Linked DNA regions of Mus musculus: region 1 is linked to region 2. A link is a contact called in public HiChIP or PLAC-seq data. All regions are on one chromosome and are shown on one strand. Each heading gives the region's core, a stretch centred on a gene start, on an enhancer-like site or on the middle of the called end of the contact. The rest is flanking DNA. Distances are from core to core; before and after follow the strand shown.

Region 1 (3,963 bases), core at 487-2,986, 140 kb after region 2:
AATAAAAAGAAAGAAAATAAAAAGATAAAACAAAACAAAGAAAACCCCCAAAAGCAAAACAACAACAACAACAACAACAACAACAACAACAACAACAGCCAGGTGTGGTGGAACATGCCTTTAGCATAGGCACTTGGGAGGCAGAGGCAGAGGCAGATGGATCTCTGTGAGGGCAGCCTGGTCTACAGAGCAAGTTCCAAGACATTCAGGGCTACACAGAGAGACTCTGACTTTTTTTTTTTTAAAGGGTCAAAAAGGTGAAAGGGAGGTGCAGCTATGAGGGGAGGTGCAGCTATGAGGGGAGGTGCAGCTGTGAGGGGAGGTGCAGCTGTGAGGGGAGGTGCAGCTGTGAGGGGAGGTGCAGCTGTGAGGGGAGGTGCAGCTGTGAGGGGAGGTGCAGCTGTGAGGGGAGGTGCAGCTGTGAGGGGAGGTGTAGCTGTGAGGGGAGGCGCAGCTGTGGGGCGTGGGGGGTGGTGCACAACTACATTTTTAGATCTCAGGAAGCTAAGGCAGGAGGATCAGAGTTTAAATAAAACCTCCCTGGGCTACATAGCAAAACCCCATCACAGCAAACAAATTGGGACCAGGGATAGAGAGGAATCCTAAGAAAGACTGAGAACGTTTCTGTTGACTTTGTTGAATTAAAGCCAATGCAAGCAAAACCACCATGCCTAGAGCTGACCTTTGAACCTTGGTGGGACCCAAGGGAAAGAAGTGATAGAAGACAGCTTTAGGTAGGGAAGAAACGGGAGTTGGGTGTTCTGATTGTGAGCCCCGGCATATTATATCCTAACGGGATGCTTTTGACACTTGGAATTGCCAACTTCCCGCTTCAGAGACAAGTCCCCAGATAACCAGCCTGGAAAGAGCTTTGCTTCGCCAGTCCCAGTCTAGTTTAACCCTGTCTGGTCCTGTAGCTTGAAGGTTGTTGCCTAGGCAGCAGCACATCATGTTGGGAACCCTGGAGTTGTAAAACCACTCTTAGAATACCTGAGATGCCAAAGGGAAGGGACCGGAGTCCCACAGTCCCCTTCCAGGGCCCACCTCCAGTGACCTCAACTCTCCCACTAGGCCCTGCTTCCCAAAGTCTCCCTCTCTTAAGAGAACCCTGGGAACACTATCCTTTGCCACATGAGGCTCTGGGAGCCACTTAAGATTAAACTAGAGTTATGAGCTTGGACTTTCCTTCTGTAAAGTCAGGAGAATTGAAGCAGACTGTCTGTAGCTGAGGAAAAGTCATGTGCTGTGGACTGTCACTTGTGGTAATTATTAGCTGGGGTTTTCTACCCCACTTTGGATCATTCAGTTCCCAGATAAAAGACACAAGACCTTTATATTTATAATAAGCCTTAAAGCAGTAGAGCTGGGCAGATGGCTACCCTCTATGCTATTTTGTCTACTTCCCTGTCAATAACCCTGTGATAGAACTTGCTATGTTCTGCCTGGGCTGCTCTTACTCCAACTGGCAAGTTTTCATAATTCACCTACCACATGGTGTTCCCTCCCCTCCCCTCCCCTCCCCTCCCCTCCCCTCCCCTCCCCTCCTGTTCTGCCTCAGACCCCAAGCCCTTGAACCAAAGCCCCGCCTACCTCTCTTCTGCCCAGCTGCAGGGTGTAGGCATCTTTATTGACCAAGCAGGATAACTTGAAGTTTAAGGTACTTGGAGTACTTGTGGCATTTCCTCCTCCCTGGGGCATCCAGACCTTGGGGGCCAGTATTTCTCATTACAATCCATAGCAACAGAGCAAACCTCAACAGTGGCTCCACCCCAGTATAAGCTGCTTTGTTATGCAGTTTGAGCAGACCAGGACATTGTGTTTCTTTGCTCCTGGATCAGACTGTGAGCACCCCTCACCTGTAGTTGGTGTTGTCCTCCAAAGTAAGGGCACAACAAGCAATATAGACAAGGCACGCGGGCACACACACACACACACACACACACACTCCACCCTGCTCCTCACTGCCCTTTCTAGGGCACTGGTGTGAGGTGGGGTTGGCCAGCTTCCCTGTTCATTTTTGGTAGCTCTGGTTCCAGCTTTCTCTGTTCTTTGGATCCTGCTGCTAAGATTCAAAGGCCAGGTTTATAAGGCCAGGGGAATCAAAGCAGCCGCTGACTCATAGACTTTCATGTCTCTCGGCCCCAGTCTGTTGGCAGCTTCTGGACCGACTTGTAACTGCTTTGCTGGGGCCAGTGTAGGTAAGGAAAGGAAAACAGGGAAGGGTGGGCAGCCTGCCACAGCCTGCACCCAGGCCTGGGCTTGTGATGTGGTCAGGCCACAGTGCACCCAGATCTGTCTGTGGGCCCCACCAGCTCCTCACAGACAGGCCAGGGCACACACAGAGAGGGGCTCTCTGGCGCCTGGAACTGCTAGGATCCTTGAAGGGTGGGGCAAGCTGGCTTGTATGTTCCCAGTGCCACCCAGGGGTGGGGGTGGGGGCTCTGTGTGGTGGGGAGGACTGGAGGAAAAGAGAGCAGGGTGTGTTGGTTAGTCTCCTGTAAATGTGCATTGGACTCCGTAGTTTCCTGTGTGCTCTCCGGCTTCAGGAATGGGCGTCCCTCTAGCTTTTAAGTATCTTCAGGGGAGGAGAGCTGGCCTTTAGTAACCCAGCTTCTCTAATGTGAGCTTCAGGCCAGGATATGTAAGAGGGGCCTGAAATTTAGTGGGCTGCAAACAACAGAGAAGATAACTGAATCAGTGTTAGATGTTAGGTATAGTAATGATGGTAGGGCTTTATAAGAGTTCATTTTTCTGTTTTTTTCAAAGACAGGAGGGTCTCCCACTGTAACTCAAGCTGGCCTGGAACGCACTCTCTAGCATAGGATGGTCATGAGCTGTGGCGATTCTTCTGTCTTAGTTTCCCACCTGCAGGGTTACAGATGTAACCACCATGTCTGGAGGCCTGGTCCGTATTTGTAGAATGCATGGTAACTAGTTTAGTGACAAGCGTGTAGTCAGTAACTTGTTTTCTCAGTTCAGACACTGCTTCTGCATGTGTATGAGTGTTTACTGAGGGCAATGAAGTAGCCTGGTCAGGTGCTAAATGTATTGGTTTAAATAAGAACGGCCTCCAGTAGGCTCATATATGTGGATGCTTAGTCACCAGGGAGTGGAACTCTTTGATAGAATTGGAAGAATTGGCTTTGTTGGAGGATGTTGTGGGCAATATTAAAAAGAACTCCAAGTTCCCGAACTACACCCAGCTACTCTCAGCCCCCGAAGTCTCACTGGTCAGTTCTTATCTCACAGAGACTCTCTGACTCAGAGCTCCACCCACCTGATTAAGTCCCCACTGGCGAGTCACTACCATGCCAGCCCCATGCTTCAAATCCCCCATGGCCTTAGTGGTGCACATCTGGCAAACCCACACTTTGCCGCAGTACTTTTCTCTCTTGAACCCAGTCTAACAGCCGTGTGAAGGAAAACACCACGCAGACTTAGTTCAGAAGCAATGGTAACTCAACCTCTGGGGGCAACAACTAGAATCCTAATCTTGCAAGTCATATAAAATCTAAATCCTCCGGTGGCGAATCCTGACGGATCTGCCATTGAAACCGGGAGACATTACAGCAACATCTTGTCCTTATTCTATCCCCATCCAAAAGGCTCCTAACTGTCTCCTGCTTCCTCTCTTCCTCAGTCCAACCTGGAAGTCCCGCCTTCTCATCCAGTGATTGGTCCCTTTATTCATTCCAGGGGAAGGCTCACAAGAAGTCACCTGAGTACGCACTCATTCCTTGTTCAAGACAACCCCTCTTGGAAAGTGGAATTAACATCAAAATATAGGCGTCTCCAGGGCCATCCACAACAGAAGGAAGTCTCTGGGGCTGGGCTTTGAGGTTTCAAAAAGCTCATGTCTGGCTCAGTCTCTGCCCCTCTGCCTGCAGAGCCCCATGTAGCTCTCAGCTATTTCTCCAGCATCATGCCTGCCATGCCTGCTGCTATGCTCCCGCCATGATGGTA
Region 2 (3,671 bases), core at 928-3,427:
CGACAAGCACGGAGCATGGAACTCATGCTGCGCCTCCCTTATAGTGCTAGTCTGGGCTACTTTGCAGCAGCTTACCGAGCCACGTTCTTACTGTCAGTACTGCATTTAACATGAAATTTCCACACCTGAGTATGTTCTGCCTGTATCCTGTTCTACCATCCTTCCTCAGATCACAGCACACCCTGGCCAATAAAAAACCAACAGCGAAGAGCCTGGTCTGGAGGGGAAGGGTCATCAAAGGTACACTGGGTGGTGGCGGCGGCCCACAAGCCTTTAACCCCAGCACTTGAGGCAAAGGCAGGATGCTCTGTGGTCAGCCTGTCTACAGACAAGAGTTCCATGACAGCCAGCCAGGGCTACCCAGAAAAATCCTGTTCTGGGGATGGGGGAGGTACCTCTTGGTACTTCTGAAAGGGCAATGTTAGAAGTGTTGTCTAAGGCAGGTGACCTAAAATAAAATGCTCTTGGGTCACCCTCTGGGTCAGTGTGCCTTTCCTGAGCACCCCTGGAGGTGAGTAACCAGGGTGTAAAAGCCCCGTTCAAGTGATTTTTCATGGTTTCTTTCGGTTTCTCCTGCTTTCTTCTGGAATGCCCAGTGCATTCGTGAATATGCTGCATGCAGACATCAGGGAAGGGAGGCCTTCTCTGGAAAATCTGAAGAGACTCTCTGCTTTAATCTTTACAGCTGGAAAGCTCACCCCTCCACCCTGGGGCCCCAGAAAGCAGAGAGCATAAGTATAGCCCAGGCCCCCACCCCCATCCTGCCTGGACCCCCATCCTGCCTGGACCGGCCTCACCTCTATCTCAGCTGTGGGCCGCTGACTGCACCTGTAATCACTACTGAGTCGGAAACACTTGCTCCAGGAAGTTAAGCTTGTGAGCCGCTCTGGCAACAACAGATCCAGATCCAAAAGCACATGCAAACCACAGTTTTTAAAAAACAAACAAACAAACAAAAATTCAATGGAATTCAAGAATTATTTTAAAAAAAAAATCAAGAATCCTTTTTAAAAGAAAAGGTTAAAAAAAGAAAATGAAAGAAAAGGAAAAGAAAAGAGAAAAAATTCTCTTTAGAACCAAGCACCAAATAACCCTTGGCCCCACCCTAGGTGGGCGCATGACGAGGCCATGTCAGGCTTCCTCCCAGCCAGCACAGTGCTCCACCCTGGATGCTGCTCCTTCCTCCTCAGCACCCCTCTGTACTGTGATTTCCAGGCCACTGGCCGCAGTTACTCCAGGCCCACAAGACACCAGGCCTCTGCTGTGTCTGCCATGTTGTTAAGTGTACAGCATTATTCACGACCTTTTAAAATGCTAACACGGGCACTTTTGGGAAACCACATAAACATTTTATTGTAATAGTTTGTTAACATTCAAAACACCAATTGGAGGTAGCTCAGACTTTTTGTCCAAAAACCACTAAAACATAACAATTTTGACATCAGTAGTTTTGGAAATAAGCTTTATTTAGTTTTTTTTTTGGGGGGGGGGGAGAATGTATCTAACTCTTATAGACTAAGTATGTGCCCTAAAGGGGTGAGTGTCAGGGTGACTACTTTGAAAATTTTGGGGACAAGAGAGCCCTGGGAGGTCAAAGGGTCAAACCTGAACGGAGGTTTGTTTAGGACTCTGCCTTTATTGTCGGTCTGCTCGGCGGAGCCTGGGGTCAGCGTTCATAATTAACCAAGATCTAAGGGATTTCCGGCTGAAGACAAACCGACCCCGCCCTGAGAAAACTCTCCCTCCTGTTTTTACCTGAAAGTAATCAATCAAGCTCTCGGGTTTTCCCTTCACTCTTGCACAAACCATATTCCTGGTCCTGTTTAAACCTCAAGGCCACCGACCAGAATGGTTCCCACCCCCATTAAGCGCATCAGCAATAAAACAAAATCAGTTCTTTAAAACACAAACAGCAAAGGGAGTTGCTTAAAGTTAATAATCTCCAACCCAGGGCTCCGACCCACAGCCACCTTCTTCTCTTGACTATTTTTTGTTTTTTTGCTTTTGCCCTCATTATTGGAGAAAGCAAAGGAAGTGGAGTGTCAGCAAGAAACCAGCTGACGGTGGCCAGGGAGTGTGAAATCTAGGTTTATACTTCATCAATAATGCCCCGAACAGTCTGACTACTTCTGCCCAGTCCACAGATGGATTTCTTTCTCCTGCTACCCCGCCCTCCTCCAAGGTCAAAAGGTCAGGAAATGACTTTACCAAATTCAAAACCTACAAACTCTTTTACAGGCCAGCCCAGCTTAAGATCTCTCCCAAACAAAAGGTGATAACGTAGCCCACAGGAAGGAAGGAGAGCCAGGGCCCACAGGCCACAGGCAGGGTTTTTACGAGCCTCACTTTATATTCTAGTCAGAGCCACCCGTAGAGTGTCCTTTCAGGCGGCAAGAGTTAGTGTTTCATTTTGTGCTCTTTCACCTTGGTTCTGAGTTCTGTCATCTCCTTTACTACAGAGGGAAAGATAAGCAATAATGTCCTATTTTCAAGGTATCTGCTCTGCAGTGGGGGCTAAATCTCCACTCCTCAGCAGACACTGGCTAGGAGGCAGCCAAGTTGGTAGTTATCCAATCATGTGGTGACGGGACATTAGGCAACTTAGTTCCACGCTCCTTTTACGCTAGAAAGAACAGGACTGAGTGGGACTCCTCATTCCGGGAGAAAAGGGACCGTTCAAGGTTACTGACCCCCCAGGACCGAGGAAGGGCGGTTCCCCACCGCTGTCCACAGTTTACAAACAAGGGCTCCATGTTGTGGGAAAAGTCCCTGGATCGGTGCTGTTGGGATTTTAAGATTTACTGGCTTAGGTAACAACTGTGAAGGAATTTTAAGTGAAGAGGAATTACTAACAGCCCAACTCCAGGAGAGAGCAACAGCTGGAGGGGGGTGAGGGGCCATCTGGGCTGTTCCTCCTCAACAGAGGTCATTCCATTTGGCATTTATTAGTCTAACTAGACCTGGTAACACATCCTCTTCTCACAACTGGGTGTGACTCTTTGAATCTACTACTGAGCCACAGCCTCTTCATATGCAGCAGGGGGGGGGGGAGTCAAAGGGCTTTTGAGGTCTCTTTACAACTTCTGTATTATTTTTTTTTTTAATTGGCTTTACAGTCCCTTAGTGTTGCCAAGGGCTTTAGCAAACACACGCTACTGAAACATCTTGCAGAAGCAGAAAACTTGTAGTAGTAAAAATCCAACAGAATACATTTAATAGAAAAAGACCAGAAGCCACCAAGACCCATGACAACACCACAGGCCCAGCTCCTTCACTCAGCATGGAGTTACTACGCAATCATAAAACTCCCAGGGTAAGGGAGTCCTATTGAAGTCTTTTGAAAATGGAAGAAAATGGGCTCAGTGGCAGGGTGTTTGCCTAGAATGTGCATGCGCCGCACATGCGAGTACACACACACACACACACACACACACACACACACACACACACACACGCAGAGCATGGAATGTTTTTAGAATAAACTGAATACGCTACATGTGCTGATAAAAGGCTGTAACTAGCATAGGAGGAGTTTTTTCTTGTTTTTAATGTGCACTGGTGTTTTGCCTACATGTATTTGTATGAAGGTATCAGATCTTGGAGTTGCATACAGTTGTGAGCTGTCACATGGGTACTGGGAATTGAAACTAGGTTCTCTGGAAGCACCGAGC

The links. HiChIP or PLAC-seq counts read pairs in DNA pulled down with a chosen protein or histone mark.
Region 1: an H3K27ac HiChIP or PLAC-seq map of embryonic stem cells shows a contact between it and region 2, with 9 read pairs. The contact joins two enhancer-like sites. A contact is called at or near these places in 1 of 15 datasets of contacts at CTCF or cohesin (the NIH/3T3 cell line), 7 of 484 Hi-C or Micro-C datasets (embryonic fibroblasts, embryonic stem cells, liver and 2 more) and 10 of 115 datasets of contacts at active chromatin or transcription factors (embryonic stem cells, intestinal crypt epithelium, microglia and 1 more).

What each region holds. Positions count from the first base shown.
Region 1 is chr11:19,847,869-19,851,831 of GRCm38.p6, reverse strand. No RefSeq gene overlaps it. Among named protein-coding and RNA genes, the nearest start is that of Spred2, 75 kb to the left of the region's middle. Within about 2 kb of position 1,736, at least 103 of the 459 cell types and tissues checked have an H3K27ac peak or open chromatin away from gene starts, as enhancers often do. A contact at or near this core is called in embryonic fibroblasts, embryonic stem cells, liver and 2 more, where this site is marked.
Region 2 is chr11:19,985,922-19,989,592 of GRCm38.p6, reverse strand. The region is part of intron 1 of Spred2 (sprouty-related EVH1 domain containing 2); the gene reads right to left. Among named protein-coding and RNA genes, the nearest start is that of Gm39603, 49 kb to the left of the region's middle. Within about 2 kb of position 2,177, at least 150 of the 459 cell types and tissues checked have an H3K27ac peak or open chromatin away from gene starts, as enhancers often do. A contact at or near this core is called in embryonic fibroblasts, embryonic stem cells, liver and 2 more, where this site is marked.